Linked DNA regions of Muntiacus reevesi: region 2 is linked to region 1. A link is a contact called in public Hi-C data. All regions are on one chromosome and are shown on one strand. The core of a region is the stretch at or near the end of the contact, and the rest is flanking DNA. Distances in the headings are between cores, read along the strand shown. Region 1 holds the start of THAP2 (THAP domain containing 2). Region 2 holds the start of TBC1D15 (TBC1 domain family member 15).

What was found. A called contact is a pair of places that touch in the nucleus more often than the background predicts.
Region 2: a contact with region 1 is called in a Hi-C map of blood, with 3 times the contacts expected there. The contact joins the promoter of TBC1D15 here to the promoter of THAP2 in region 1. A contact is called at or near these places in 2 of 3 Hi-C or Micro-C datasets (blood and muscle).

What each region holds. Positions count from the first base shown.
Region 1 is chr4:119,548,355-119,555,479 of mMunRee1.1, reverse strand. It overlaps THAP2 (THAP domain containing 2), which reads right to left and starts at 4,266. Exons shown (of 3, transcript XM_065934086.1): 1 at 3,759-4,266. The coding sequence starts at 3,829. ZFC3H1 (zinc finger C3H1-type containing) reads left to right here and starts at 4,552. Exons shown (of 34, transcript XM_065934082.1): 1 at 4,552-5,336. The coding sequence starts at 4,742.
Region 2 is chr4:119,699,854-119,706,697 of mMunRee1.1, reverse strand. It overlaps TBC1D15 (TBC1 domain family member 15), which reads right to left and starts at 3,472. Exons shown (of 18, transcript XM_065934090.1): 1 at 3,409-3,472. The coding sequence starts at 3,438.

The sequences.
Region 1 (7,125 bases), core at 3,017-5,516:
CAGGCAGTCTCTACCATCTGGGCCACCAGGGAAGCCCAACCCAGTGCATAGTACATGGTAAATATTAAATACTGTTTTTATTATTGGGTTGGCCCAAAAAGTTCGTTTGGGCTTTTCCAGTATGGAAAAATCTGAATGAACTTTTTGGGCCAACTCAATATTACAAATGTAATTACGAGTGTAATTATATGAACTTATAAAAGGGTAAGTACAGGATTGCACAGAACCATAATAGGAAGAGCTAATCTCATCAAGAGGCCTTAAGAGAGTATGGGAATTAGCTAGGGAAATGGTAGTAGTGAAGAATGTTAGAGTATCTTGGGAATAGGGAAGTGTTATGACATTAAACGATGATGGAGGGCCTGCTAAGATAGTGATTTTGAACTTTATCCAAAATGGCATTGGTAAGTCATCAAGAGCCCAATTTAGAGGTGACTGTTAACAGAAAATGTTTTAAGTGGTTGTTAAACACAGCCATGATTAAAAATTATGTAAGTCTGCATTTAAGTAGATTAAAAACAAAGGTAATATGTATTAAAAACCCACCACCTAGTTATTTTACTATTATCTACACTCTTAAGGTTACTTACATGTATGAAACCTGTATGAAATAAATGATACAGAATAGAATAGTATTGTACATTTCTTCCCAACTCCATGATCAGTGATGTCATGTTGGTAGCTTAAAACCAGTTATGGTTGGGAGTATTTATATCCTGCAAATTGGACAAACACTACAAATCAGGGCTTTCACCCATCCCCGGAGATCCTGTTGTTAAACATTTAGCAACACAGCATTTACTATAAAAGAGCAGCTAGAAGGACATGAATGGAAGCAGTGAACCAGTTAAGAAGTTGTTTTAATACTTCAATCGAGAGGGAATGGTGAGAAGTCAAGGGAGGATAACCTCCCAGCTTCTGGGTGGCTGGTGTTTCCTTTTATGAGAAAGGGAATATGGGAAATGTAGTTTTGAGGGAACGACAAGTTCAAGGGTACAGTTTTAGTATGCTGAATGTGAGGAACTGAAGAGATGGGGAAATAATTGAGACACTTCATCTAAAGGTCTACAACCCACTGAAGATTTGGACTAGAAATACTGACTTAGGAGGCATCAGGAACAGTTTTTTTTTTTTCTCATCCTTTTGATGAGAATGGGCTAGGTGGTAGAGTAGTGGAGGAGACTGCAGTTAGGCCAGAGAAGTAAGATGAAAATCACAAAATTAGTGTCAAATAATTCAAAGTAGAGAGTATTTCAGGGAGGAAATGATCACATGCCATGAAAAAAGATGTAGGAGTGACAATTCATGTTAGCAAGAACAGTTTCAAAAGATTACTGGGGAGACAGTCTGGAATGGGCTAAGGAAGAGAGAAGAAAAATGAGGACAGTAAGTTTAGGCAATGTAAGTTGTATATGAGGATAAAGAAGTCTACCAATGTCCTAGGAAAGGAGTGAATGAAATGTTAATTATGAAATAGGAATTAATTTTATTATGAATAATGCTACCATAAGGCCTAAACTTCTAAGGTTACACATGAATATGTTAATTTCATAGCAAGCAAACGATCAAACATGGAAAGGAGGTACATATGTTAGCATACCACCAGACATCTCCTAAACATTCATTGTTGGTGCCTTGACTCCACCCTCTTCCTCATCTTCCAAATCAAATTACCATATACAGTAGTTTCTCCTCAAACATTTCTCAAAACTGTCCACTTCTTCCCATCCCTACTCTCAGTTCCACTCTACTCTAGGCCACTGGGTGGAGTCTCCCTTATTTTATTACAGGATCCTAACTTTTTTCTCTATCAATTTAGTGCTGATCATGTCAGCATCAGAAGTACATTGTTTAGTTCCACTGAGCTGCATCAGGATTTCCCTGTGAAATAGTAGGTATGCTAACATTCTGTAATAAGCTCCTTTCTTGTCAAGTTCATCTCATGATGATGCTTAACCAGCACTTTAGGTAACACTCTAATTCTCCACACTGCAGCCTGAGGACTTTTTAGTATGGAAATCTAATCACTTCATTCTTTGTAAGCCTTCCATAGCTACTCAAGAACTCACTGGATAAAATAGAAAACCCTTAAAAGTATTGTACAGGACCAGATTTATGTCATCTTTTGGTCTCATTTGAAATTTCACATCCTTTGAGAAGTGTTATTTGACTTTCCAATGCTAAGTTAGGACTCCTTGAAAGTCTCTTCTGTGGCATTTAACCATAATTATTTATGTTGGTCTTTCTCGTTCCAAGTCCAGGAAGGTTAAGAATTTTCTGGATCCTTAGCACCATGTCAGGTGCTAAGAGCTTGGGACACATTCAGTTCAGTTCAGTCATTCAGCTGTGTCCGACTTTTTGCAACCCCATGGTGCTACCATGGACTGCAGCATGCTGGGCTTCCCTGTCCATCACCAACTTCCCAAGCTTGCTCAAACTCATGTCCATGGGGTTGATGATGCCGTCCAACCATCTCATTCTCTGTCCTCCCCTTCTCTTCCTGCCTTCAGTCTTTCCCAGCATCAGGGTCTTTTTTAGTGAATCTGTGCTTTGCATCAGGTGACCAAAGTATTGGCGCTTCAGCTTCAACATTAGTCCTTCCAATGAATATTCAGGACTGATTTCCTTTAGGATTCACTGGTTTGATCTTGCAGTCCAAGGAACTCTCAAGAGTCTTCTTCAATGCACTGATGCGCCAACAGTTCAAAAGCATCAATTCTTCAGCGCTCAGCTTTCTTTATAGTCCAACTCTCACATCCATATATGACTACTGGAAAAACCATAGCTTTGACTATAGGTACTTTTGTTGGCAAAGTAATATCTCTGCTTTTTAATACATTAGATGGATCAATGAATAAAGCACTACATTTGCATGACATACATGAAAAACATAAACACCACAAGGATTCTAAGTGGCAACTTTTAATAGGGGGTACATTTAGTCATAATGAGGTGGGGAGAAAGGTCAAGGATATCATTTTCTCAATTCTAAGATCTTATTAAGTTGCAAAGTATGTAAATGCAGAACTGTTTGCACTTAACTTCTTGAATGCTTCTTTTGTTTTTGAATATTTCTTTTCTTCAAGCATATGGCAGGCACTTGCAGAGAAGGCAAATGTTTACCGAGTCATTATTTCATGCAGTATTCAACGTGCTTTCCAGAGTTCTGGTTTGACAGAACTAAAGAATTTTGACTGCGCTTCAGCAAATGAACGAAGAATGTAACCTGGGTTCTTTGTATACTACTCTGTTCTAGTAATAATATAAAGCTTATCTTTTCCATTATCATTCACATAGCTTAATTCTACTGCTATTAATGACAATTCCTCCGCAGTTACTGTATGTGACTATCAGAAATCTTAAACGCTTCTCATGTCAATATAGCTAGTGAGAACTGACTAATTATAACAGGAACGTAGTCGGCTTTTTAGGTGATTGCTGACTTGAAAAGGAAGATCTCGCTTCCTCTTATGGCGTCATTAACATCAAGACCTGGTCGAATACACAGGAAATAAAAGAGCAGAAAATTAAGGTATCCTCCTGTCACTTTCTAGAGAAGGACTAATCACTGTACAGAACTTGAGTAAACCTTCCCCGAAAGGAGAGAAAAACTGGACAGATGTGAGAAACACAAAAGGCAAAAGCGACGCGTCCCTGCTACCAACTATCTAACTTAGAATCCTCTTGTTCTTTTCACACAAGTGATACCCAGTCTAGGAACTCCCGTTCCCGTCAGCCCCACTCCCTGCCCAGGTTACCTGTGGAAGCTGATGTTAATGTGCTTGTTGTAGGTAGTAGCACAGCCCGCCGCGGCGCAATTGGTCGGCATTTCCCTTTCCACCTCATTCGGCGCTGTGTTAAGCCTGATTTGAAGCGCGGGATGCTACGCTTCCTTCGGGTGGACCCTAGGCAAAAGAGGCTGGGGAAGGGCCCACTGAGCTGAGTTGCCAGAGATGGCTGGGAAGAAGGGGTGTATGTGTGTGCGTGTGTGTGTGTGTGTGTGGCGGGTGGGGGGCGGGAGGGGTCAACCTGCCCTTTCTCTTTATTAATATGGCGGACTTGAGCCAGCAAAGCCGACGGTCCTGGAGCTCCAGTCGCCTTCGTTTGCCTTCACCAACATGGCGGACGCAACCTGCCCTCTCCCCGGCTCCGGAAAGGGAGTGGGACTACAGCGTCTCTTTAGCTGCGGGTCACCGAGCAATTAGACGAGGTGTGCCCTCCTATCCCCCCTATTACTGTGAAACTCTCTTGAGGCCAGGATTAAAAACAGGCCCGCCTACCCCGCCACGCACCCCAAACCCCCAAAGACCAGTCAGGAATAGGTACGCGCCTCAGACTGGAAGGAAAACCTCAAAGCGAGCGGCAATAAAAAAGACTACAACTCCCAGGGAGCATCGCGCTCTCCTAATTATTATCGCGTGAACTGGAAACCTTGTTTCCGGCGTGCAGCAGGAAGTGACGGCCGAACAGAGCCACTTCCAGAGCCACTTTCTCGCGAGGCGGAAGAGCCCCGATCGCGGAGGAGCAAGGGGGCGCTAGGGTAGGGAAGAGGGTTGCGACGGTCCGGCGAGAAAGAGCTGGGGTGCGGGGAAGTTGGGGAGCAGAGCCCGCTAGGTCTCCAAACAGGATAAGGCCGCACCGACCGGGTCCGTTAGGAAAGAAGGAAGCCGAAGAGGAAGGCAGTAGTCGGGCGGATCCCCGGATAGAGGGCTGAGGTTGTGTGGAAAGCGCTGTTCCCGGGATGGCGACCGCAGATACTCCGGCCCTGGCTTCCAGTGGCCTCTCGCCTAAGGAAGAAGGGGAGCTTGAAGATGGGGAGATCAGCGACGACGATAATAACAGTCAGATACGGAGCCGGAGCAGCAGCAGTAGCAGTGGCGGCGGGCTGTTACCGTACCCGCGGCGAAGGCCTCCTCACCCGGCCCGGGGCGGTGGATCCGGCGGAGGCGGTGGCTCCTCCTCGTCGTCGTCCTCTTCTCAGCTGCAGCTGAGGAATTTCTCACGCTCGCGGCACGCGTCAGAGCGGGGCCACCTCAGGGGACATAGCAGCTACCGACCCAAAGAGCCGTTCCGGTCTCACCCGCCCTCCGTGAGGATGCCTTCCAGCTCTCTGTCCGAAAGCAGCCCCCGGCCGTCGTTTTGGGAACGGAGCCACATCGCCTTGGACCGTTTCCGTTTTCGAGGCAGGCCTTACCGGGGTGGGAGTCGCTGGAGTCGGGGCCGAGGAGGGGGTGAGCGAGGAGGCAAACCGGGGGGCAGACCTCTGGGAGGAGGAGCGGGATCCGGATTCGGCAGCAGTCAGAGCTGGCGAGAGCCCTCTCCACCTCGGAAGAGTTGTATCCTTAACGTGGCGGTCTGCCTTGGGTGTGTCACTAAAGTTCCCTTTAGCGTCATTACTGGGTCTGTGAGATGAGTAACTTTTCTGAACCGTCAGAACCGCTTAGTTGTCATTGTGTCAATATACTTACCATAGGTGGTTCCTCGGTAAACCCGGTCTGTCAAATTGCCCGTTGTTTCTTCAAATTGCTTGATTGGGTATATTGCTTTTTTTTCTAACAGTAACTTGTTTGGGATGGGGGCCAAACTAGTGGAATCTAAGTGTAAAGTCAGATTTGAAATACTACATCACAAGTCCAGGTTTCATTAGCCTTTGTTTTTGTTAGTAAACTTTGTTATGTGAAGTTGTTTTATAGTGTTAGAGGGAGAAAAAAGTATTAGCCGTAAAAAGTTTGAGGAATACTGTTGCTTATATCGTATTGCATTGCCACATTGAAGATTATGAAGTGTCGATACACCGAGTCCTAATGTTTTTATTTGTGATTCTTTTTTTTTTTTTTTTTAACTTTTCTTGATTTATTCTTATACATTGCTGCGTTTTTAAGTTAGGGGGAAAAAAACCCCTGGTGTCACCAACTATTAATTCAGAGGTTTGGAATTCATGTATCTTTGGCAGAAGCTTTACCTCCTTAACTTCTCTATTTCTTATGTTCACATTTTGGGCATTTTATAACTCTTAGTGCTGACAGTTGTGGACTAGAGAGAAACTGAAACTTACCAGCATTTTTATTTTATTGTATTGGAAACCATGGGGTTTATGGGGAGGTGGAGCTAATGGAGAGGTTAAGGAGGAAAATAGCAAATATCTGATTCTTGTCCCCTCTAATCTTATTCTTAGTTGTCTTAAACTTTCTTGAGTTTATTCATCTGAGGATTTGCTATTTTAAGATGTGTTTGTAGAACTACCCTTAAAAAAATTTTTTTTTTTTTTTTTTACATTTAGGGTATGTATTTCAAGATACAACAAAGTGATGCAGATGTATATTTTTAGTGATTACATTAATATTCTCTTTCAGATTATTTGTAGAACTGTGTCTTGACATATTTCATGATAATTGTGTCTTCTCTCCATGATAATTGATAAAAATAGTTTATTGAGAATACTTATTGCTGATTGTAATTTCCATGCTGTAGTGATTTTTTAATGTATTCATTATATATGAAACTTACATGTAATGACATTTGTTGGGGAGACAGGCAACGTTATTTTCACAGATCAAGACCAAATGGTCTTTGCCAGATGTCAGGATAGAAAGAGGACCAGAAATGTAGTTTAGATAAGGAGGAGGAGCTTCATCCATGCTAGTGCTCTGAAAAAACTTATGCAACCACAAGTTGGGTCAGGAGCACTCCAGGATTGTTTCAGGAAAAAAATCACATAGGTATTTAACTTTTAAAAAGAAAATGTTCTTTGAATAAAGATAGAAACCCTTAGCCCAAGGTAATTTTTTTAACCAAGGATTTGTTAGTTGTCGGTTCTGAGCCTAAGAACAGAAGAGCTGTTTGATTACAGACTCGTAAATTATTTAAGAATACAAAAATGATTGAGGTTTGACAGAAAACAAAATTCTGTAAAGCGATTATCCTTCAATAAAAAACATTTAAAAAAAGGATAAAAAAGAATACAAAAATGAAACTTGTGTGTTGAAGAGACAAATGTTAATTATATTCAGTGTAAAAAGTTCAAGTTGAGGTATGTAAAAAGTACTATGGGAGCTTAAAGTTTTTTTCTTAGTTTATTTTATGTTAGAGAAGGAGGTGATGCATGGACTTGCCTACTTCCTGCTT
Region 2 (6,844 bases), core at 2,223-4,722, 150 kb before region 1:
ACAGATTTTACTTTCTTGGGCTCCAAAATCACTGCAGATGGTGACTGCAGCCATGAAATTAAGACTCTTGCCCCTTGGAAGAAAAGTTATGACCAACCTAGACAGCATATTAAAAGGCAGAGACATTACTTTGCAAATGTCTGTCTAGTCAAAGCCATGGTTTTTCCAGTAGTCATGTACGGATGTGAGAGTTGGACCATAAAGAAAGCTGAGCACTGAAGAATTGATGCTTTTGAACTGTGGTGCTGGAAGACTCTTGAGATTCCCTTGGACTTCAAGGAGATCCAACCAGTCAATCCTAAAGGAAATCAGTCCTGAATATTCATTTGAAGGACTGATGCTGAAGCTGAAACTCCAATACTGTGGCCACCTGATGTGAAGAACTGACTTACTGGAAAAGACCCTGATGCTGGGCAAGACTGAAGGCAGGAGGAGAAGGGGACAACAGAGGATGAGATGGTTGGATGGCATGATTAACTTGATGGACATGAGTTTGAGCAAGCCCCAAGAGTTGGTGATGGACAGGGAAGCCAGGCGTGCCTGCAGTCCATGGGGTCACAAAGAGTCGGACAAAACTGAACAACTGAACTGAAATTCAAAAATGAATTTCACCCTCATACCAAAAACCATATTCTAAACCTTTAAAATTCTACCATACTTAACCACTGACATGCAGGGAAATCAGTAACACCTACACAGGATCTACACACTACATGATGAATAACACCTACACAGGATCTACACCCTACATGCCAGGCTTTGTTCTCATACATTTCCTTATCAATCCTAAAAATCCCATGAAGTAGATACTATTATCATTACTGTATTACAGATAAGGAAACTGAAACAAAGAGACATTAAGTAATTTGACTGACGTCACTAGTGTGAAGTTAAGTTTTTGAAACTGGCTTGGGGCTCCAGAGTCCATGCTCTTAGCTGTTATCTTACACTGCTTCTCCATATGACAGAGATTAACTTCCTCACCACATGAATTCGTAGAATCAAAGTTTCAAGCAAGTAGACTCAGTAGGAAAGTTACTCTACATCCTAGATCTCAACACCAGGAAGTTCTAATCAACAGAACTGGGCTGTGACCCAGCATCCATAGTTTTAAAAGTACCACACGTGATTCCTAAAAGTCTTGGTTAACATTCAGTGCTCTAGGTTTCTAATTAGACAGTTCTTAGCTGAACCTTTGGGGTGGGGGTGGGGACATACATATACACATATACACACTCTTTCACAAATATACGTGTGTGTTTTCTTTCCTATCCCCCTTTTCCCAAAGAAACAAGACTGAGAAGTAGAAAAGCATAAGATAAAGCCAGAAAGTCAACACACGTTTTTAATGCCATGTTAACCAGCCTTGAGTATTACTTTAATGGTGACAGTAACAAAAGGAAGACTTTTCTGTTTGTTTTTTTTTTAAACAAGAGACAATCAGACTTGTGCACTAGAAAATAACTCTAGTGGTTGTGTAGAGATGAGACTCTGGGCAAAGAGACTGTAGAAACGAAGAAAAGTCTGCAGAGAACGCAAGACTAAATGTCTGAATGAGCTAAGCGCTGAGAACGAAGAGGATGCAGCAAATTTAAGAAATCTCTTTAAGGTACAACTAGTAGGATCTGATCAGTCCTACTATCTTATTGATTAAATGCTGTTACAGAAATGGACATCTCCAAGTTTGTTTTACATGCAACCAAGTAGATGATGATGCCATTAACTAGATCTGAACTTGCTGAGGAAGGAGTAAGCAGGTTTCACTGGTCACAACAGAATTATTTGAAAGAGGGGTAGCCTTTGGCATGAAAAAATAATTTAGGTGCAGCGATGAGAATGGGTGTAAGTTTGCAACCTGTGAGAATAAATGCGGTGGAGAAGCAGAGTTAAATAAAAGACGCAGTCAGGTTATGAAAGGTAGTGAGTGCCTGGAAGGAAAGGTTGAAAAAAGTCCTATTTCACAACTCCGCTTCATCATCTCAAAGGTTCTATCAAAATCAATCCACACCCGAAAGAGCGAAGTGTAGTTCAAATAGAAAGGATCCCTTAGAAAGTCCTAGATTGGATCAGTCCAGATAGAAAATCTTACTATATGTAATGAGTCAAAGAGAAGATCAGCACCCATCCTAAAGACTAAAACAGACAAGACAACCAAAGACCGAGAAAATTCGAAAACGATGACCATCATTTAAAATATTCAGTATGCAGAAGGACGTAGTTTCTTAATGCTTATATCACTTCATACAATCTTAACTCCAATACCAGAAATAATGACTAGCACCACATCCATTCTGGAGATAAAGACCTTGAAGGACAGAGAAGTCACGCTTGCTCAATTTTGCAAGGTCACAATTCAGAGTAAAAGTACTGTGTTATTCTGGCTAGTAGTTCCTACACTAAAGCACAAACGCTGTCACACAATTCAAAATGGGATGCAGAGGGCGGCGTAAAGAAAATGAGTGAAATCAAGGAACGGAGGAAGCTATCCGCGGAAAGTAAACAGTCCTTGGTATGAGATGAGTCATTACCGCACCCAACTGTTTACGAAATACTCCTCCAACTGGAAAGGTTGCCAGTAGTATGTATGCCACGGTAGTACTAACAGGCATTAAGACGTTCCCTTGGAACATGAATAAGCACTAGGCGATGAAATATCCTCCGCACCTAATCCTAATTCCTAACGAAAAACGAGGCGGTCAATGACCAACTCTCGTAAAACGACACGAGAGTCTCCCACGGGAACATCACAGCTTTGCCTCAGAAATAAATACCGTAACTAAGGCCTTCCTAGACAAGCGTGGGATGTTGTAAATCTCCAGCTCCCTGAGAGGAAACATCCCTACTGCTCACCATCACCAATCAACTCGGCAATCTGGTAAAATGGATCCAATGCGCTCCTCTAAGTGCACAGCTGTAAAGCACCTGTTTTTAGCTCCTCCCTAATAGGACAAAGATGCCTTACCAGAGTGAAGTAGAGGAAGGCAGAGGCGAATCTGAGTGACGCCTCAAAGGAAGACAGAAAAATTCCTGGAGTTCTTAGAGTGACAGAAAGAACGACAGTCAGAGAAAATCGAGCCAGAAAAAAAAAAAAAAAAAAAAAACACGGAATAGGGGAACCACCTGTCTCTCAGAAAAGGCAATACCGATAAAAGCCCCTCGCCCTGGGGAAGAGCGGGCCAAACAGCACCAAGGCCTAGCTAGTCTTGGAGTAGGAGCCGGGTCCTCAATTCCCGGGCTGAGCCGGCATTCTCGAGAAAACAGCTGACAACCAGGCATCTTTTCCTACATCCTCTACACGTTGTTCCGGATACAGAAAGGCCCTCGCATCCCTCCCAAGCCGGCCTCCAAGCAGCAAAAGCAGCCCTACCCGGAGGAAAACAGGAGTGTCCTCCCGGGGCCGTTACCTACCTTCCCGCTCACAACACCCGCCGCCGCCATGTTTCCTGCGCGTGCCTGTGATGACGTAGCAGCGCCTCACGTGTCTCCCAGACTCACAACAACATCCGGCAAAACTAGGCTGACATCCGGGCGGGAAAGGGGCGGGGAGAGGCGGGAAGGCGGAGGGGTGAAGGGGCCGGGGCGGGAGGAGCAGCCTGACGCATGCGAGCTGAGTAGGAATCGGAGGCTACTAGCGTGGAGCCTCAGGTACAAGTACCAGTTTAATTTTCCTTGGCGAGTACGGAAGTTGAAGTGGTCATATTTTGGAGTTTGTCTGGGAGCGAGGCTGTGAGCTGTTCGCAGGCCTCTTCAGCTTGGTATGATGGAAAGAACACCATACTGGGACCCAACAAACCTGATCTTGGCTTTGTGGCCATAGGCAAGCCACTTCCACTTTCGGCTTCAAAGTCTCATTTGTAAAATTGAGATAGGGCTATAGTGAAGTTTAACGGAATCCAGCCCTCTCTCCGAAGCGCACACACAGAGAGTTTTAGCCTTCGTGTAAAGTTTCTGACGTTGAGTCTGGTGACTGCCACTGACATATGACCAATAACAAGGTATTTTGATAGGAACTGCGATAACACCACGCCATCGTTGCTCCAGAGTCCAGCGCACAGTATCTCATAACTCCTACACAGTTGACTGGAAATAAGTTTTTAAACTCATCCAAGCTTCAGGATGGAAAAATGAGAATTGGCTATGGAGTGGTTGTAAAGATCTCATGGGACAGTGCATATGTGGTGAGATGATTTGCTGAGATATTAAGATAATAATTTGTTTTGTTCTCAGTGTTGTAGAAAAATGTCAGAATGATAGGATCCTACCCTTTATCGCTCGGCACACAATATGGGACTTCGCTTGCCCCTGTACTGAATAAAAGTTTCCTTTGTACCCAAAACACCTGTGCACATTGAGGTGCTTCTCTCTTCCACAGTGGAGAGAGGTTAGAGGCTTTTGAGGTTGGTTGAGTGAGTGGTAATCAATGGGGATAACAGAGGAAGGGGGTTGCTACTTCTGGAAATATTGAAAACCTAATGGGTGAAGGAGGTCGCAAGACCTTAGTTGGGAATGGACTTAGTAGGACTGCATCAGAGATACCACCCATCGCTAAGATCCCATGCCCAAGTTTTGGTATTCAGTTGGCAAAACAGTTCACCCGCAAAGGATGAACAAGCTGGGGAAAGGATCATATTAGCAGTAACCAACACTGAGTGAAGACTTGAGGGCCTTCTCCAAGAGTACTGGACTGTGTGACTCCTGGAACCTTCGTGCAATCCTAGGTGTGATGTGTTGAGCCCTAATCAAGACACAGATTAAGTTTTCCATCAGCTTGGAGTAATGGGGTGCCGGGGTCCAGCCCCAACAGGATCCAGGGGAACCCTCAGGATGAACGGCGTCGGCGAGAGAGGGACACGTAGGACCGGCCTTGATGGGGCCAAGTCTGCTAGGGAAAGAGAGAGAGAGAGAGAGCAGACCAGGATATGCGGCAGAGTCTGGCAGTTGCTTTATTTTTCACCATCGCCTTTATACCCTAAGTTGGTACATTTCTAAGGGGCAGATAAGCATACAGACTTAGTTTAACACTATATCAGCTTGTCCTTCACGAAACCAGGTGTGCTCTGTATATTTTTTGTTTATGAGAGTCTTTTCCCATAGATTTTTTGTACATTATCTTCTAAGTTGATCTAATAACCACTTTTAAAACAATATTTTTTGTATTTTCTAATAGGGATTCCTTACCCCCCAAAGGACTCTGTGCCTATTAGGGCCTTTTTAATGGTTAATCTCAATGTGTAATATCTTTTGGCTTTCAGGCCTGTTGACAATTTATGGCTTGCACCTGGTGCAACTTTAAGCAACTTCAGTAACCGACTCTGTCTTTTTTGTAGTTAATCTATTTTCTTTCTATTAGGTGTCATCTCCATGGGAACTAGATAGGATTACAGTTTTACAGAACAGAAATGCAAAGGATTGCAAAAACAGCAGATATGGCACAAAACAGGCTCTTAGTCTAAAAGTTAATTACCTGCAAGAAGTCACCAGCTAATCTCTATCTAAACTATTTTCTATTAGGCACATTTGTGGCTATAATATTTGTGGAGCTTTTCTCACCCCGCGAAGGGGCCTATGCTTAATAGTTTCTTTTGTTAGCATACTGTGCTTAGGACGTTTAGAACAATTATGAGCATTTTGTGCAATGAGAGCACACATTTATCAAACAAGCCAGAATGCCAGCAAAAGGGTTTGAATTGAAGCATTTCCTTCATCCCTGGCCCCTTCATAGGGTACCAGCGTCCAGGAGATTTATTAATTAGGGTTTTAAGTTGGTCCTCATTTAGTGAAAGAGGAGCAGGAGAGCTCTCGGCAGGCAACACAAGAATCCGCAGCAGGGCAAACAAGAACAACAGCAGAAAAGGGGGGAGGATATAGGGTAGGGTAGAGGGCGAGGCCAACCTGGAGGGTCCCTTATCCTAGACGGCCTTGCCTGTCAGGTATTTTTCTCATGACCTCATCATGGATGGGATCCCAGACGGCCTTGCCTGCCCGCTATTTTCTTCATGACTTCGTCACGGGTGGGACCTTCCATAATGGCTCCAGACAAAGGGGTGTCATTAGAGGAAAATTTTAATGACATCTCTTATGCCCAGTGTTTTGGAGAAAATTGAAGCCCTTAGTACAGTACTCAGAATCCAATCCTCAATAAATGGTAGCTATTATTGATATTTATATGACAAACTTGGGAATTAAAGGCTTGTCATTGAAAATTTGGCAAAATTTGGTTCATCTGCTACTTCATGTTCTTAAGCCTCATCCTCCGACTGCCCCTTAAATTATGGTGTTACCTTGAGCATCCTTGGATTATCCTTGGACTTCCTTCCTTTTTTCCAAAAATAATTCTGTATTATTATCTTGATGTTCTGATATAACCACCTAAATGTTGATGGTTCCCAAATATCTCAAGCCCCAGTCTCTCTCCCTTTTCTAAAATCTAGAGCCTGGATATACTGCCAACTGGAACTTTTAAGTTGAATGGCCCACTCACACCTTAAAAAATCCTAAATCTTTACTACTCAAAATGTAGTCTGCAGGCAAGCAATACCATTATCTCCTGAGAGCTTGTTAGAAATGCAGACTCCTATGTCCCACCACAGACCTACCAAAAAAAAAAAAAAAAAAAAATCAGCATTTTAACACATCCCCAGGTGATTTGTGTATATAGTAAACTTTGAGAAACATGATCTTAAATGAAACTTAAATTTTGCTTTTCTTCTTTGAAAATGACTACCATTTACTGAACTAGAGAGGCAGTCAGAATCCAGTTTCTCCAGGAAAGTACTTCTATCATGGTATGCCTTTTTGGTGTGTCTTCTGGGAAACAACACCATCATGTCTCTCCTTCCTATCC